Regions from separate parts of the Zea mays genome. Here all the other regions are linked to region 3. A link is a contact called in public Hi-C data. All regions are on one chromosome and are shown on one strand. Each heading gives the region's core, a stretch centred on a gene start, on an enhancer-like site or on the middle of the called end of the contact. The rest is flanking DNA. Distances are from core to core; before and after follow the strand shown. Region 1 holds the start of LOC100282760. Region 2 holds the start of LOC103651102 (EID1-like F-box protein 3). Region 3 holds the start of LOC542213 (cystatin 1).

Region 1 (2,700 bases), core at 168-2,667, 180 kb before region 3:
ATTGAAGAGTTAAAGGGTGTTTGGTTTCTAGGGACTAATGTAAAACCCTTCATTTTATTCCATTTTAGTCTATAAATTGTCAAATATAGAAACTAAAATAAAGTTTTAGTTTCTATATTTAGCAATTTTGGAACTAAAATGGAATAAAATGTAGGGACTAAAAATTAGTCCCTAAAAACCAAACACCCCCTTATTTTACTATTAAGTAGCTAAAATTTAGTTTCATGAGATGCTCTTGTTATACTTTTATATTTAGATCAAATAGTACTAGTATTGACTATTGAATGGTGGAGCTGTGCTGACATTGGGATACATGAAAATAGACATCCTCTTGCATTCATTTTAGCTTTCTTTTCTTATCTTATCTAAAATTACTCTTTTTACATGTTGTACATATCCGTCGGCTATTTTGATGACCTGTCGAAATCAATCTAGCTTATCACCAGACTATCTATATCTAAAGTTATCTTTAACAATTTCTCTATCTTATCTTTTATCTATACATGTCTAAACGGGTGGACCGTGCCGTGCCGGCTCGGCATGAGTCCGCCCTCGGCCGGGCACGTTTAGGCCCATTAGGTTGATGGATCGTGTCGGGCCACCGTGCCACATCTCAGGCTCAAGCGTCCGTTAAGGCTCGCCGTGCTTTGACCGGAGTGGGAAGGAAAATAAGCAAAAAAAAGCCTAAAAACAAGTTTTGAAAGGATTTAAACCCTGTTGGAGTTTTTAAAGTGGTTAGCGGCACCACTCTAGCCAACTAAACCAAATTTATTTTGTGTCTAAACTATTAAAGTTGCTTCTAATATACATAGAAATGCGCTGGGAAATTCAAAAAATGGGCCGTGCTCGGGGCGGCACGACGTGCCACGGCAGCGGCCCAAATCCGACACGAATAACGGACTGTGTCGTGTTCGTGATGGGCTAAAAACGTGCCGTGCCACGGGCCGCCCGACGGGCACAACCCATTTAAACATATATATACTTTTATCTTATTCTTTAAAACTTCAATCTATAAACAGTTTGAATACAATCTAACTCCTATTTTAAAATCTATTATATAAATAATATCGTCTATATTACTCTCTCCGTTTTAAATTAAAATTCGTTTTGCCTTATATAAATGTGGATATAAAAATCTAGAACTAAAACGACTACTAGATTTAAATTAAAATTTGTTTTGCCTTATATATCTAAGTTCATAATCATTTATATGAGTGTGGATATAAAAATTTAGAGCTAAAACGACTACTATTTTAAAATATAAGGGTACAAAACAATGTTTCATACGCTGATTTGTACGATCGGTTGGAGTCACCTGGGGCACAACAACATCTCGCGTCGCGTTCATTCTGCATGCGCTAAGCAGATGGACAACTCCACCTAAACCCGCAGCAAAATTTTCCGAATTCCAAACACATGGCCAAACACATGGTGATGACAAGGAACGCCGAACGCGACCTTGACCGGAGCAGACGTTTGGAGTCTCAGACCAATCGTCATATCCGACCCCATAATTTTATTTCGACATATCAAGTCTAAAGCAAGCGCACTACTCCTCGGATAGCCACGGCAGCAGCAGCAGCCATGGCTTGCTCCGCGCACCTTGTGTCCCAGAGCCTCTACTCGTCCCACCGCGCCAGCCCGGGCGGGCCTAGGAATCTCCGTTCCCAGGGCCGACCGCCGGCGCGGGCGTCTCCCTCTGCGAGGCCTGGCTCAAGGGTCAGTGGCTGCCGGGGTGTCAGCCTGAGAGTCGCCGCGTCGTTCGAGCAGGGAAGGAGGCAAGTGGAGGTAAGCGCCTTTCAAAACCCTCAATTATGAGCGCGAGCGGGGGAATTTGGTAAGGACTGTTCGGATTGCTGGATGAAATGGAGCAAACCGAAGGATTCGGCCGCGCTGTTCGTCTGTTATGCCCTTTGGGAATGCGTGAAATAGGAAACGGGACTTCTTGCCTTGTGCCGAGGCGCGCTTAAGACAGCATGTTTAATAGTCATCCAAAACACTGTTTTGTATTGGTCGTAGAGTGAGGTTTAAATATAAAGATGATAAGTGAGCTGCTGAAAATAGACTACGGTCGTAGGGGTAGAATGAAGTTTAAATATAAAGATGCTGGAGATATACTAAGGCGTCTCCTTTGTTCGGGCGTAGTGCCCCTCACAACAAAACCAAACCACAGGAAAATGCACTTTCTTTGCTTACACGAAACTTGTTTATCTTTCAGCGGTCCCGAAATGTGCTTTCGTCTTATAGGCCCTTCCTTTGTCTAGGCTCCGTATTCCTGTAACTGTAAGGCATCCAAAGTGTTTCCTATGTATTTTTGGGCCTCATATTACGTTTTTCGACCAATCTTAGGCCGTAATATATTCAAATGAAAATTATGATGCAGTTTTCATATCCCATCTCCTATTTCACGTCCTATCTCAAACTTCATTCTACAGTCAGTACTTTATATGACCACATACACGATCTATTATACACAAACATAACATGTTAGTACAATCCGCCACTGATTTCTAAAAGGGATTGATCGATTATTTAGGGCCTGTTTTGTTCCCCTACTAAGTCGGATGTTTGATACTAGTTAGAAGTATTGAATATAGTTTAATTACAAAACTAATTACATAGATAAGAACTAAACGACAAGATGAGTGTTTAAAAAATTGTCTCGTCATTTAATCTTTATCTACATACTTAGTTTTATAA
Region 2 (2,700 bases), core at 102-2,601, 150 kb before region 3:
AATTATAAAAGCCCGAAATTCACATTAGGGCCCGGAATTCAGTTTTTGGCCCGAAATTTAGTTTTTGGCTCAAAATTCACATTAGAGCCCCAAATTCAAAATAATAATAATAAAACAAATAAAAGATAAGACGAATAAATTTGAACAAAATCAAACTTAATATTTGTATTAAAGTTACCACAGCTATGTAATGACTACCTCGTTTATAAATCATTTTGTTAGAAGGAAAAAGAGTATAATCAACTCTATACAAAGTTCGTAAGTTCAGTTTATTGTCTAATATTCATAACAAAAGCAAAATTACATCACACACTCTAATTCAAAGCTAAAAAAACATCTAACTAGCATTATCTCTAGCTTTGTGTTTTTATCAAGTATATGAAAGTGTGGAATGAAGTGTGGTTTTAATAAATATATGGGCCTTTTCGTGCCTCTATATGAGCCATTTCGTGCCTGCCTTAAACGGGTCGTGCTCGTGCCCGCCCATGGGTCATGACCTCGGCCCAAACCCGACCCGATATAACGGGCCGTGCCGGCCCGACACTAAATTATTTCGGGCCGTGCCGTGCCTGGGCCGTGCTTTTTTTCCGTGCTTCGGACCGGCCCATCAGACCCGGCTCAAATGTACACCTATAGGCCGAGCGCAAGTAAGAAGGATTTTTCATGCCAAAGAAATAGTAAGGCAAACTATGGTAATAAAATTTATAATTTAATAAATCAGATATAAGGAGCTGACAAGTTTTAGTAGTAAACTAAACAAGAGCTAAAATTAAAACCTAGCAAATCTTTGACGTGGCGTATTTTGAAAGGTACTAACTAATTAAGCTCGGATAGCACAGCAATCAGCCCACCAACCCCCGGAGACGAGCTCTCCAGGGCGCCGCGCCCCCCGCCGGCGAGATATTTTGGCGACCAGCGATAGCAGGGCGGGACAGGGCTTCACGTGTCGTGTCGTGTCGCTCTCCGCGCGCAGCACTCGACGCAAAAGAAAAGGCCTGAATCCGGCAAGCAAAAGAGCTGCGGTGCCGGTGACGATGAAATCAGAATTTGCGCGCGGATGAGATGTTTTGGAAAAGGAGACGTGCTGCCTTGGATGGTCGGCACGCGTCCTCCGCGCGCCAGGACACGCGTCGGCCACGGAGACTCGTCAGGACACGCGTCCACGGAGGAGGCAACAACGCCCTGCTTTCCTGGCACGTGTCCCGCTGGTGGCTCCGTCGTCTTTCCCTCGTCGAGGGCCGGTATGGCTGGATTTGGAAAGGTGGCTGGATTAAGAATTCAATCGGGATAGAGCTCTCGCTATAAACAATGCGAGCGAGCCTGATTGATAGTATAGCGTAGAGCCGTCGCGCGATGTGACGTCCTACAATTGTTATAATAGTGCTAATAATAGTAGTAAGATCTGGCAATTATACGTGCCCGGATCTTCTGTCAGGTAGCTCTCAACAGATGTACCCGCGTAGAGAGAGAGAGAGAGAGTAGTAGCTCTCAACTGCGATTGAGATGCCGCGCATCGCTCCGCATCAGCTGAGATCCATCCTTACGTTGAATTGGCTGTAGTCATTTGTCTTTTAGCGCCGAGCAGATAAGATATTTGGGCGATCGAGGAGAGCATTGACAGGATGGTTCTCGCGTTGGTCGCACCTGCAATCCAGCTAAGCTCACGACTAATTATTGGCACTCGATGCCGGAGTGGCCATTTGTCAAGCGGCGGATGGCGCCACGACACCTTGGCCGGTCGCGTCCTGCCCCGACACCCAAGCCTTTCGGGGAGCACGCGAAGTGGTCAACGACTCGCGTCAGCGACCGCGCGTACAGTATATTATATCTTCTTCATCCCCCCTGCCACTGCCCGCTGCGCGCTCTGCATCGCCTAGGTAGGAGGAGTAGGACTCTCTGGCTTGGGTTGGCAATGAGCGAGGGCGCGCGGAACACGCGCCAGTTCTTCGCCGCGTCGACCAGCGGCAGCGGGAGCAGCAGCGCGACCTACCGGGACGGCGGCGGCGGCATCGGCGTGGCGCGGGCCAGTCTCGTGAACACGGGGATCCTGGACGAGAACGTCCTGGCGCTGGTGTTCCGGTACCTCAACTTCGACCCCAAGGCGCTGTGCACCGTGTCCTGCGTCAGCAGGCGGCTGCGGGCCGTCGCGGAGCGCGTGCTGTGGCGGGAGCTCTGCGTCTCGCGGGCGCCGCGGATGGTGGCCTCGCTCGCGGGCGGCGGCGCGCCCCCGGGGCGCGTCGTGGGCGGGTGGCCGGCGCTGGCCAAGCTGCTCCTCTTCTGCTGCGGCGCGGCGGCGGCGGCCGTGCGGGGCCACTTCACGGGCGTGTCCCGCTTCTCCAAGACGTCCGGCCGGAGCTTCCTGTCGCGCCGGTGCCGGGGCGACCTGCTCTACGTGTCGGACCCCTGCGAGCACGCCGTCCACGGCGCCGACGACGACGTGGGCGCCTACCGCGGCGTGTTCCGGGGATTCACGCGCTCCCGGACGCGCGCGTGCCTGGTGGGGCGCCGGGCCCCGCTGGAGACGCGCGTGCGCTGCCCCTACTGCGGCGCGCGCGTCTGGAGCATGGTGGCGGCCGGGATGGCGCCGCGCAGCGCGTGCCGCAGGCTCGGCGCCCACGAGGGACGCCTCCAGTACTACGTCTGCGTCAGCGGACACCTCCACGGCAACTGCTGGCTCGCGCGCCTCACCTCCAGCGACGC
Region 3 (2,731 bases), core at 204-2,703:
TAGCAAAAGTCACACCTTTCTTATGCCGTGTAGTGTGGGTAACAAGTGATGGCGAATTGTCAGTCAACCTCTAGTTTCTAATGGAGTACTAGTGGCGTAGCACTGTAGCCAGCTGGGATTTTTCATTTTTTGGAGCGACCGAGCTGATACAGAGTGCACACAGCAGCCTCAGCCATCAGGTCCATGCTCATCACACCCTACAAAGCTACAAATCTGCTGTGATCGCTGGTCCAAGTCTGCGGAGGAAATAAATGGAGTAGAGTAGAATCTAACAGAGCAAGACAGCTCAACCGTGCGCGCACGGCTAGATTTCTTTGTATGGAACATCTGTTATCTTCTGTCCCGGACAAATAGCCTTTTTCGACCTAGATAGAACTTTGGTTCTTGAGGTGAGGTGTCTTCCTTCAGGTTTCCAGGCGTTCTTCTTTGACGCCGGCGAGCGCTGGAGAGATGTCCAAGCCTGCCTGTCGGCTGGCAGCGAATTCATGGCCCAACTGCTACGGAATATTTTGCAGCAGCCCAACAGCAGCCCAAGGGACACACGGGCCCCGCCCCGGCCCCCGGCATCTCATGGGTCTTAAAGCCCTATTTGGTTCAGCTTTTGGGCTGATTTTGGCGACTAGAAACAGCTTAGATGCCAAACGCACTGCTTCTCGGCCGGCTTCTCTGGCCGCGCTTTCTCGAGAATCGCGCCTATATAGACGTAGAAAACAAGGATATATCACTATTCTTAGGTATAGTATATTTAGAATACTCTATATTTTTAATAAAAAATTACAAAATATGATACTGTTAGAGCTATTTTTTATAAGTTAAACCTTGTACTATTGAAAATGCTCTTAATCTCATTGAAAAATCGAGGATCGAATCCACTGCCATCTCTATCCATATCCGTAGCGTGACGCGTCCGGAACACGTGTTACGACGGCGTAGCTTCAGTGTAGAAGCCTAGAAGGGTAAAATGTCCTCCCTTTCCCTTTCCAATCCCCACGCCGCCACAACCAACTTTTTTGGATTTTAGCCTTTTTTGGGTTTTTTTTGCACAACTATGCCCTTTACAGTTTCATTTCAAAAAATGGACCCCAACCTCGGCGCCATCATCATTGGCGCCGAGGTAACACACATCGACGCCAGTACCATTGGCGCCAACTTTTCCTACGTGGCAGCCGATGTGGCAAGTCCCAGGGGGTCGGCGCCATAGATCTTGGCGCCGACCCCCCTTGACGGTGGGGTCCGGTGCTATCCAGGGGGGTCGGCGCCAAGATCTATGGCGCCGACCCCCTGAGACTTGCCACATCGGCTGCCACGTAGGAAAAGTTGGCGCCAATTATGTTGGCGCCACTATGTATTACCTCGGCGCCAATGATGACGGCGCCGAGGTAAGGGTCCATTTTTTGAAATGAAACTACAAAGGGCATAATTGTGCAAAAGAAACCCCGAAAGGGCTAAAATACAAAAAAGTTGGCCGCCACAACAATATCGCATTGACATATCGTTCATCGGATCCAGTCCTCTCCCGGGATCTCCTCCGGCTATAAATTTCCGGCCCCAATTCACCCAATCCAGATGCGCAAACATCGAATCGTCTCGCTAGTGGCTGCCCTACTCGTGCTGCTTGCCCTCGCCGCCGTTTCCTCCACGCGCAGCGCACAAAAGGAGTCCGCGGCTGACAACGCCGGGATGTTGGCAGGCGGCATCAAGGACGTGCCGGCGAACGAGAACGACCTCCAGCTCCAGGAGCTCGCGCGCTTCGCCGTCAATGAGCACAACCAAAAGGCCGTAAGCCCTCTGCCCTTTTTTGCCGGTTTGGTACCCCTTCTCTATGACGTGCCCGTGTTCTGCTGCGTGGTTGTGTGGTGCTCACGGTTTTGAAGGAGATCATGAATTCCTATGTAGCAGCTGCATCGTTTTGGTCTGATTTGACTCTCTGTTGGTCGAAAGATACTCGATGTCCGAAACAGTGTAAATCTGAACGGATCTAAAAAAGGAACTCTAAAATAGAGTCGTACAAATTGAAGACCGTGTTTAGGGCCTCAAATATTTTTTTACTCCAACAATTAGACCTTAAATAATGTTATTTAGGAAATAAATCATATTATTAGAAAATAAATAGTTGGAGATTAAGAGGAAATGAGGGGGCTTATGGAGGGGATGCTCTAGAAGCATGGTGTTGAGCAATAGTGATACACAAAGATTTCTTAGACTAACCTGATGATTGTTTTTTTCCTTGAGAGGTTCAGTAGGTGATCTTGCTTATGCGAAGATTTCTGCTGCCCATTGAATTTGATTTGGTCGCTTGGATTTACGAGTAATCGCATATCAGTATTTCACCGCCCAAGAGGTCATCTGAACTAGCAGTACTAATATTGAACTTTATAGCCTAGTAAAATCAAATATTAATAAATTTGTCAAGTTCAATTTCATTTATGATTGGCTGTTCGCTTCGGATTAAAGCAAGTTGTTTGGGCTGCTGCTATAGAGACAAAAACACTGTAGAAGCAGTAGAAGTCGATACGGATTAAAGCCAAACAAAATGGTACTTGCCGGTACCCTGTAGCTAGGGTACCCTCTCCTACTGTTTCAAGGCAGATACATGTGTGATTACATGTAACCGCGTGCTGAGGAACTGATCCACGCGGCCACCGGTAAATGCGGACTGAGAAATTGAGCAGCCGGACCCATGGGTCCGGACCTGTCTAACGAGGCCATTGGCCTCGGGACCCGCTCCTCG

The links. A called contact is a pair of places that touch in the nucleus more often than the background predicts.
Region 1: a Hi-C map of ear shows a contact between it and region 3, with 2.3 times the contacts expected there. The contact joins the promoter of LOC100282760 here to the promoter of LOC542213 in region 3. A contact is called at or near these places in 2 of 25 Hi-C or Micro-C datasets (bundle sheath and ear).
Region 2: a contact with region 3 is called in a Hi-C map of tassel, with 3 times the contacts expected there. The contact joins the promoter of LOC103651102 here to the promoter of LOC542213 in region 3. A contact is called at or near these places in 2 of 25 Hi-C or Micro-C datasets (bundle sheath and tassel).

What each region holds. Positions count from the first base shown.
Region 1 is chr3:192,972,809-192,975,508 of Zm-B73-REFERENCE-NAM-5.0, reverse strand. It overlaps LOC100282760, which reads left to right and starts at 1,417. Exons shown (of 11, transcript NM_001155666.2): 1 at 1,417-1,788. The coding sequence starts at 1,585.
Region 2 is chr3:192,945,573-192,948,272 of Zm-B73-REFERENCE-NAM-5.0, reverse strand. LOC103651102 (EID1-like F-box protein 3) reads left to right here and starts at 1,351. Exons shown (of 1, transcript XM_008676705.4): 1 at 1,351-2,700. The coding sequence starts at 1,685.
Region 3 is chr3:192,794,297-192,797,027 of Zm-B73-REFERENCE-NAM-5.0, reverse strand. It overlaps LOC542213 (cystatin 1), which reads left to right and starts at 1,453. Exons shown (of 3, transcript NM_001111825.2): 1 at 1,453-1,779. The coding sequence starts at 1,567.